Linked DNA regions of Mus musculus: region 2 is linked to region 1. Evidence: chromatin contacts called from public Micro-C data. All regions are on one chromosome and are shown on one strand. Each heading gives the region's core, a stretch centred on a gene start, on an enhancer-like site or on the middle of the called end of the contact. The rest is flanking DNA. Distances are from core to core; before and after follow the strand shown.

Region 1 (4,974 bases), core at 1,500-3,999:
GGATCATGTGATTTACACTTCACAGAGGGCTTCCCCAGCACCCTTTCTCTGCCCCCAACAACAATCAGGCTGTGTATTATAATAAGTAGGACAGACTTCCCCTCCCTTCCTTCCTTTCGACCTCCTTCCCTCCCTCCCTCTCTCCCCCTTTAATTCCTTCTCTCTCGTCCTCCCTTCCTTTTCCCCTCCGTTCTCTCTTTTTTCTTTTTCTCCTTTTCCTCCCTCCTCTTTCCCTCTCTTCGTCTCTCCCTTTCCCTCTCCCCCCTAAGCCCCTCCCCCCACAGACATATACAGACAGGGTTCAAACTGTGTATCCCCATCTGGCCTGGACTCTGTGTAGATCAGGCTAGGCCCAAACTCAGACTTACCTGTCTCTTTTGAGTACTTGGGGTGAATGTGGGATATATAGCCAGGTTTTACAATATTTTTATCTTGAGGCATGGCCCGGTCGTGTTCTGGCCAGCCCAAAGCTTATTTTGTAGCCCAGGGTGACTTTGAACTCATGGCAGTCCTTTTTTTTAGCCTCCTGATTTTTCTGGGATAATAGGTGTGTGCCACCATGCCTGACTTCATATTTCCTTCTTAATTTATATTTACCATACAAAGTCAGTTTGGCATGCAGCTAATATTTTTTTCTCTGAGAAAATTTTGAGTTGGAATACAATTAAATTAAGATTCTCATGGAAAAGTTTTTAAAAATATTTATTTATTTCATGTATGTGGGCACACTGTTGCTGCCTTTAGACACTCCAGAAGAGGGTATCAGATCTCGTTACAGACAGATGGTGGTGAGCCACCATGTGGTTGCTGGGAATTGAACTCAGGACCCTTGGAAGAGAGTCAGCTCTTAACCGCTGAGCTATCTCTCCAGCTCTGATTTTCTATTTAATCTCTCTTCATTTACAGACATTATAAAGAAAAGGATTCTAGTCACTATGTAGAGCCTCAAGTAATTATGCTGTTGTTCTTGTTTTTATTGTGTGGTATTTAAGGGGATCCTCTTCGTCTTTTTTCTTCTTCTTTTTTTTTTTTTAAAGACAGGTCACACATGTTGGCCTGAAACTTGTTATGTAGATCAGACTGCCTTGAATTATTATTATTATTCTCCTGCCTCTTGAATGCTGGCATTTAAGGCACGCTCCTTTAACCGACTGACTAAGTCACTAATTAATTGTTAGTATATATGTTGCATGTATATTTAGGTGCATGCCACAGTGTATGCGTGTGAGTCAGATGACACCTCTTGTTGTCACCTTTCCTCCACTCCCCTTTGAGACAGGCTCCGTCTTGTCTTTTCTACTCTGTGTGGCCTGTGAGGTACTGGTCAGCAAGCTTCTCACAAGTTCTGTGTTTGCCTCCCGTTTTACTGTAAGAATGTTGCTGCTACTGCTCCTTTTTTTTTTTAAAGTAAGTTCTAGGGACTGAACTCAGATTTGAATAAAGATGTTTTTGAAGGAAACTTGGATGTAATGACACAAGATGCTGACCCATCAATGGTGAATCTTGTTTCATTTCTGCTTGTTCCTTGTTCTATAGTTTTTTTCACTAAGGATTAACCTAAAATTGATGCTTTATAGTTAGTCTCCATGCTATGGCTAAATGTATAGGAATAATGGAAACTGTGAAGACTTTAGAGAAAAGATTCAGAAGTAAATTGCAGATGAAGAGCAGCAGTTCTTGTCAGTCCTTGTTCTTGGGATCCGTAATCTTGAACCGTGGGAGTGATCCAGGGGCACCATGCTGATTAGGTGAGGCAGAGTTTTCACTGCAGTCTGGTATGCATTAGGCGTGGCACATAGTCGCTGATTTGAATCCCAGGATAGGAACAGTAGAGAGTTCTATTCACTGTTGGGAATGCCTTTTCTGTATATTGATGTAGTTATCTGATTTTGAGTTGGGATAAAAGCTTTTGGGGGGTGGAGCTTGTTCACCTCTGCTGTTTTTGTTCTGTTTTGCCAGTCCTCGTGGGCTACGCTAGGACTGCTTTTTAGGGATCTTTACTTCCACGGAAAAATTGTAATTTGTTTATATTCCCTACAGAAGCTCATGTGTATAATGCTGTACATATATCTTTATTGAGGCATAATTGAAACATGATTAACTGCACCTCCTTAATGTGTGCAGTTTGATACATTTTGACATCTGTATATACCCGTGAAACCATCACTCCAATCAAGATAATGAGCATGGCCACCCCCACATTAGTTTTCTCATGCCCAGCTGTAATGCATCCTTGTGTGTCCCTCCCCTTGGTGGAAGAAGCTTGCTTCAAGATAGTAAGGCTCAGGGTAGCACTTCAATCTTGACTCGGTGATAAACTTTAAGAAAGTTTCTTTGCTGTTGTCTAGTTTAAGGTACCTTCAATGGGTAGTTAGAAATATAAAAGTAAGCATCTCTGTGTTCCACGTTTCCCTTCCGCTCCATAACCTCAAGGCTTTTAAAAGCATAGCTTTCCTTTTAGAAGCAGTTCATAAAACTACTAAAGGGCTTGCAGTTCCACTGTGTAATCATTTCAAAACAACAGTTTTTTTTCAGCCACCAAAAAGGATGCAGTCTTGACATTTAAATAGAAAACAGATTGAGTTTTTGGCTGATATTGCTCTGCTGGTTTAAATGTTGGTTCAGTCAACTTCAGGCTTAGATTACAAGATTTGCAAATTAAAGGAAACCAAACGGGAAGGAACATCTGCATAGATTCTGACTTTGTGGAATTCCACCCAGGCACGCTTACTCTGCTGGCAGAACAGAGCGTGTGTGCAGTGAGTAATTCTGCAAAGAGAGCACTGGTCTGCTGTGATTATCTTAAGGATGCAGTGGAGAGAGACCAGCAGTTAACATGAGCAACATGGGGTTTTCACATGGCTTAGTTTTAAAGTCATATTCCAGGAAGACGTGTGTGTGTGTGTGTGTGTGTGTGTGTGTGTGTGTTTTGTTGTGATAAAGGCCCTCTTTGGTGTCCTGAATGGTCTCGAACTCCCAGGCTCTATCAGTTCTTTTCAATATCTGGAACAATATGAGTGCCTGCAGCGTCACTTCCAGCCAGATCTTGTGCTGATATAGTATATGGTATTTAACCAGAATAAAAGCTTTCCAAATGTCACTAATTGTGTTACTTGATGATTTTATTGTATTAGAGAACTGAGGTTTCTAGGAAGGTAATTTGCTTTAACTAAGGTTGAAATCTGTTATAATCAAAGACTATATGGATGTAATTTACTGAGTAAATTATAACACAGACACAGTAAAATATAAGGGATCTTTGTTTGCTACTGGGTTAATCATACATTGTGTATATGATTTTAAGATGCTTCTTGTAGGTCACCTAGCGTGCCATTTAGATAGCAGTCTCAAAGAACTGCCTGATTCAAATGCTTGCTCTTTTAATTCTAAGAAGAGTTTTTAATGTTGTTTTTGTGGCACACTGGGGCCTCTACCATCTACTTCTCCAGTAGTAAGACAAGGTACTGTTTCCACATGGGAAGAAGAAAAGGCTGTCCTCACAGGTTGCTTGACAGTTTCTTGTGACAGTTGTGTGGGAGGGTAGGAGGAGGCGTGTGGCTTCTATAATGGATAGAATCAAGGGTGCTGAGAAACGTCCTAAAAAGTGCAGATCAACCCTTGAGAGCAAAGAATTACATGTGCTAGTGTCATTAAGGTTAAAGACAACCTCATCTTTGCAGGCAACAAGCTGTGCAGAGATAAAAAGTTAGTAGGGGCTAATAAAAACTAATAGTGGTATGAACCACTTTTAAATGTCTTGCTCTTCCTAACTCTCAAGTACCATCTTTATTTATTTCTTCCAGTGGCTTTGAGTGCTAATTTCTAGATACACGAATGCACATATGCACAAGTGCACACGCACATACTTCCTCACACAGTGTTCATTTCTGATTCTTTGGCATTGATAACTAGGAGCAGAATTGCTGGGTGACGTCGCTTTAGATGTGTGTGGGTAGTTTTATGCATTCTAGGAACCTCTGTAGATCAGTATGGGATTCCAGTGGCCAGGACAGGTAGGGAGTATGTGTCCTTCCTTGCCTCTGTTCCAGGAGGTTTCCCATGAGGTTGGGTTCTGAAATCACATCTTTCCATTTGTAGTCACTTAGAATCAATTACCTTTGCTGTCCCCTACTGGCATTCCAGCTACTGAATGCTGTCAATTAGTGTCTCTTTATGTTTGAGCAATGTCAGTTCAACTGTAATAGCACAAAACATGATTTTGTGGCACAGGCCTGGGTAGAACAGACCCTAGATTGCAGCATAAGTCCCCAGTGTCTTTTAGACCATGAATGGGAAAGAGGTGAGACAGGAAGTTGTGCATAGTCACTTAGTGGGAAAGGTCATATGGCGTGAAGTGAGGAGGCTGTGTTTTGCAGGGCCCTTGGAGGTTCGTTCTGCTGTGTGCTCCGTGGAGCCATGGTGCCCCTTTATGCCTGGGTAGTTCTTACTCATACTGCACAGTAGTGTGGACCAAGTAGTTTGGCTTTTGAAAAAGAATTCTTTTGTATTTTTTCTTATTTTATTGGAAAACATTGACAACATCATAATCCCATCAAAGTATTATTGTTTTATGCTCATAAACAAATGGATATTATTTAAAAATATATTTTTGTATTCAAGGGTTATTACTGTTATTCTATCATAAGGCAGTTTTATTCCCCTTAAGTTCATTGTTTACAAAGGCATTGGATTGAGTTCTTGATACTGATTTTATTCTGTCACAAAATCATGATGGTGAGGGCTATGGCTCAGACTCTATTAGCATTTTGTTTTTCAAACAGCAAGTTCAGTGAGGGTTAAAGCAGAGAGCTAACTGTCCTGATGTGGGTGTAGGCAAAGGCACTTGTAAGGATGAGATGGAGAAGGTGCTTTGATTGCCCTGCAGTTTTAAATTATTGAAACTCACGTGTCTAATATGTCTTTTATGTCTTGAATATAACAGTCTATATTTCTCTGTGTGAAAAATCTGAAACA
Region 2 (4,349 bases), core at 459-2,958, 400 kb after region 1:
TGGGCGACAGCTGTCCGATTTCGTGGACCAATAACTCAGACCTTCATGTTTTAACTCTCAGGCCTAAACGGGTAGACCAGCTACTGTATGCTACCCAGGAAAATGACCAAAATACATACTTCGATACATACACATTTTTACAAGGTACTAAAGTGCCTGTCCCCATACACACAACTTAGCAAATGTCCTGCCAACTCGGAAAGCTGAACTGACTACTTCTTGTTCACCTCACTAACTGTCCAAGTGTGTTCAGACACATCTCTCCTGGAGGAGCCACATCCTGTCTGAATTGGAAGCAGTGCAAAGCTGCAATGGATCTCTCACCGGCTGCGAACACCGCGAAGCTAGAGCTGAAGGTTCACTGTGGGCAGAGAAAAGAGTGAGAAAAGCGACCTAGGAGTAAGGTCCTGAAGAAAAACCCAGTGGGGCAGGCGCGCACAGGGTTATGAAGAATTACAAGCGCCTGGTGTTGGCTCAGATGTATAGGAAAAAAGGTCGTGGAGGCCAAACGACTCCTGCTGGTCTCAACCCCGTACTGCCGGGGGCAACTAGCTTTTAAACGCCTTTCTGGGCGGTCAGCTACCAAGTGCCTGAAGACCTGGTGTATGCAGCGGAGGGGCAAGCTGCCTGGGCCACTTACGTGGTAGGTGCCTACCACGGGGACATAGGGCTGGAGCGGCAGAATTCGCTTATACTGGTTGGGAGGGTGGGAGTATCCACTGTGGCTAGTTCACACCCTGCTTCCCCTCCCCAACAAGCACAAGGGTGTGAGCCTCAACCCTAAACAGGCAAGTGTATGATCGTTTTACTCTGGGCACACCTGATTATGGTTTTACACACACACACACACAGAGAGAGAGAGAGAGAGAGAGAAAGAGAGAGAGAGAGAGAGAGAGAGAGAGAGAGAGAGAGAGAGAGAGAGAGAGAGAGAGAGAGAGGAAGATGCATTGGGGCTGTTGCCAGAGAGATAACGAAGACTGATCGTCGAAGGGGGTGTTCACACTTGCTGGCAAACACCTCGATTCCCATCCGCATTACTCAGCTTTCCTGAACTAGGGAGCCTTGAGCTTCCAAGGGACGGAAACAATCTCTAGAGAAGTGACTGAGAAGAAAAGATGCCAGAGTTTAGGAAGAGATAGATGGGCTTGCATCTCCAGTACCGGATGCGGCGAAAATTCCTTCTGGCGCGTGTGGAGAATCTGAGTTCTAGGATCAACTAGCGCGGCACCGCCTTGGGCTCTGTAGAAGGTGCGCTCACCTACCTGGTCCCAAGGATCCATTTTCCTACTCGCCAGAAGGTTTTGGCTTAGTGACCTGACACAGACCTTCTTTAGGCTAAATGCCCGGCCCTTCTGGAACCCCAGGTTCCTGAGTCTACGAGGGGAGGAGCAGGTGGGGGTGGGGACCCTTCGTTTCCCCAGCGCAAGGCGGCGTCCCGTTCCCGCCCGTGCCGGCCCCATCAGGGTTCTGCCATGGCTCCCCACTCACCGGCTCCGGACACCTGATTCGGCTCCGGGACCTCGGCCGCCCGAGCCTCCTGATTTGCCCGCCCACCGGCCTCGCTTTCCAGTGCCCGCAGCCTCCCTCTGAAGTGCATGGACCCGGGGCGGTGACCGGGAGTGGGGTGGGAGGCCAGGCTGGGTCGCAGGCAAGAGCGGCCGGGCCTCCCGGCGCGGGAGGGAAAGGGCGCCCCCTCTCCTCTCCGGAACGTGTCAATGCTTTGCACTTGGGGCCGGCATGCGGCTAGGGGGTCCTTCCCCAAGGCCCCGGGACCCGGGCGCCCCCTGCCTCAGGCCCTTACGGCGGGTCAGATCGGTCCTCTGCGCTTTCCAGCCCTCGCCCAGGCAGCGGCGGGCGCGGGCGGCGAGGTGGGGGCCAGGCCAGGGGGAGGGGTCTCGGGGCCCGCTGGCCCGTCATTGGTTAATATTTTATTCTGTTGACATGTTTTCTTACTGCTGAGGCTTCCGACACCTTCTCCCTGGCCTCCCCTCCCGTCCAGAGCTTGGCCTGAGCTGTCAAAACCCCGCCCCCGGAGACCCACAATTGGTCCAAAAAGCGTAAAATCAGCAATCAAGGGGGGCCTGGCTCGTTAGCGCAGGGGATCCGAACAGGGCAGGACATGTGAGATAGTCACAGTTTTCCAGAGATCAGGACAAGATCTAACCAGTCGCGCGTGGTCCCCGGCGCCGGAGCCGGCCAGCCCAGCCCAGCCCAGCCCAGCCCAGCCCCGCGCAGCGCCCCCTCCGCCCCCGCGTCCAGAGCCCTGCGCCCCTTGAGGTGCGCGGGACGGGGAGCCGGGAGAAGCCGCTGCCGCGCCCGCCGCCCGGGCCGTCCGTCCTCCGCGCGCGCCGCCGCCCGGGCCGGGGGTCCGAGGCGCGCGCCCCCGGCCCCGGCCCCGGCTCCCAGGAGCCTGGGCCGGATGTCCCGATGAGAGAGCCGGCGCTGGCAGCCAGCGCCATGGCTTACCACCCGTTCCACGCGCCACGGCCCGCCGACTTCCCCATGTCCGCCTTCCTGGCGGCAGCGCAGCCCTCCTTCTTCCCGGCGCTAGCGCTGCCGCCCGGCGCGCTAGGCAAGCCTCTGCCGGACCCGGGCCTGGCGGGGGCGGCGGCCGCGGCAGCAGCGGCGGCGGCGGCGGCCGAGGCGGGGCTGCACGTCTCGGCACTCGGCCCGCACCCGCCCGCCGCGCATCTGCGCTCGCTCAAGAGCCTGGAACCCGAGGACGAGGTGGAGGACGACCCCAAGGTGACGCTGGAGGCCAAGGAGCTGTGGGACCAGTTCCACAAGCTGGGCACCGAGATGGTCATCACCAAGTCCGGGAGGTAGGACGGGCCGGGCGGGCGGGCTCGGGGACCGCACAGCACCCACCACCACTGGGTCGATGCTCTCTCGGATTGCCCCCGCTCCGGCCCTGGCGCCACACTCCTTTCCACAGACAAGCAAGCTGACTTTTTTTTTTTTCCGTTTGGCTCCGGAGCGAATTAAAAAAGAAAAAGAAAAGCAAACATCTCTCGATTGAAATAAAACGAAAACACGTTCCTAAAGAATAGTCCCAACTGTTCTGAGTCTCAAAGCCCCGGAGACTCTGGCGGGTCTCCACAGCCCCTTGCGGTCTCACTGTTTTTTTTTTGTTTTGTTTTGTTTTGTTTTGTTTTGTTTTTGTTTTTGTTTTTTCCGTCTCCTGGACGGTCTGGAAGTTCCTAAGAAAAGGGATCTTTCCCGGATTCTCCGCTCTGATCACTGGAGTCCATAGTGGGACTAGCATCCCGCCTCCTGCTAGCTCCAGGCTGACCACTTGGTTCCGGCAGAGAGTTGTCCAGCCCACAGCTAGGCCTTGGAGAGAGTCTTGCTTGTCCTTGGAGCTTGGAGCACTGGACCAGCCACCTCTTGAGGCCTTAAAGCCAGAAGAAAAATAAAATCCCCAATCTTCCCAGCACTCCAGTCTCTGAAAGTCCAGGCCTCAGGTTCACCCTGTTCCCCCGAAATTCTAGGCTAGGGTTCCCTGATTAAGCCTCTAAATCGTTTCTCCCAGACAAAGACCTTGATAGTTTATTTCTTCAAGCCCTGTCCCAAGAGTTTATTTCCTCTCTACGAATTTCAAGGCAATTCAGAAAAGCCTAGTGTATCTCTAAAGGGCCTAGTTTCCTTTCCTGGGCATCAACCCTCATCTTAGATCAGAGTGGAGGAAAGGTCTCCAGACTGAGTGCAAAACGCATCCAAAGCTTTACAAAACAGGCTCTGGCCGGCAGAAATAGGATGTCTTGGGAGTAAGAAGCACAGGCTGGGTCTTTCCAGGTAGCAACACAGCACAAGTGGAGGACATTGTGACAAATTATGTAGATAGGGAAGCTTCAAGTAGGATGTCATGTCATTGTCGGGAAGGTAAAGGGACAAAAAAGAGCCGGGTCCCAATGGCATGTCCCCCTTCCCTCCCTCCGAGGCGGATGTTCCCCCCCTTCAAGGTGCGAGTCAGCGGCCTGGACAAGAAAGCCAAATACATCCTGCTAATGGACATCGTGGCTGCCGATGACTGCCGCTATAAGTTTCACAACTCCCGCTGGATGGTGGCAGGCAAAGCCGACCCCGAGATGCCTAAACGCATGTACATCCACCCGGACAGTCCGGCCACAGGGGAACAGTGGATGGCCAAGCCTGTGGCCTTCCACAAACTGAAGCTGACCAACAACATTTCTGACAAGCATGGCTTTGTGAGTGTGGGCAGGTTGGGAAGGTGTTGAGAGCCCAGGGGCCCCCACAGTCGAGTGGGTAGAAGGAAGCTAGAGGATTTCTAGAGGGGAGCATTAGTTGAACACCCCCCACCCACAGTGCCCCTGTCTGTGGCCCAGGCA

The links. Hi-C and Micro-C count contacts between places; a contact is called where the count stands out from the background.
Region 2: a contact with region 1 is called in a Micro-C map of palatal mesenchyme, with 1.8 times the contacts expected there. The contact joins the promoter of 2610027K06Rik here to the enhancer-like site in region 1. A contact is called at or near these places in 10 of 39 promoter capture datasets (the C10 cell line, the HPC-7 cell line, cranial neural crest and 5 more), 2 of 484 Hi-C or Micro-C datasets (bone marrow-derived macrophages and palatal mesenchyme), 11 of 115 datasets of contacts at active chromatin or transcription factors (bone marrow-derived macrophages, craniofacial prominence, embryonic basal ganglia and 8 more) and 1 of 9 other capture datasets (embryonic stem cells).

The regions. Positions count from the first base shown.
Region 1 is chr11:85,425,777-85,430,750 of GRCm38.p6, forward strand. The region is part of intron 7 of Bcas3 (breast carcinoma amplified sequence 3); the gene reads left to right. Among named protein-coding and RNA genes, the nearest start is that of Bcas3, 75 kb to the left of the region's middle. Within about 2 kb of position 2,750, at least 18 of the 459 cell types and tissues checked have an H3K27ac peak or open chromatin away from gene starts, as enhancers often do. A contact at or near this core is called in palatal mesenchyme, where this site is marked.
Region 2 is chr11:85,830,680-85,835,028 of GRCm38.p6, forward strand. It overlaps 2610027K06Rik (RIKEN cDNA 2610027K06 gene), which reads right to left and starts at 1,709. Exons shown (of 5, transcript NR_077059.1): 1 at 1,489-1,709. Tbx2 (T-box 2) reads left to right here and starts at 1,936. Exons shown (of 7, transcript NM_009324.2): 1 at 1,936-2,822; 2 at 3,941-4,208. The coding sequence starts at 2,428. RefSeq lists a promoter at 1,471-2,461.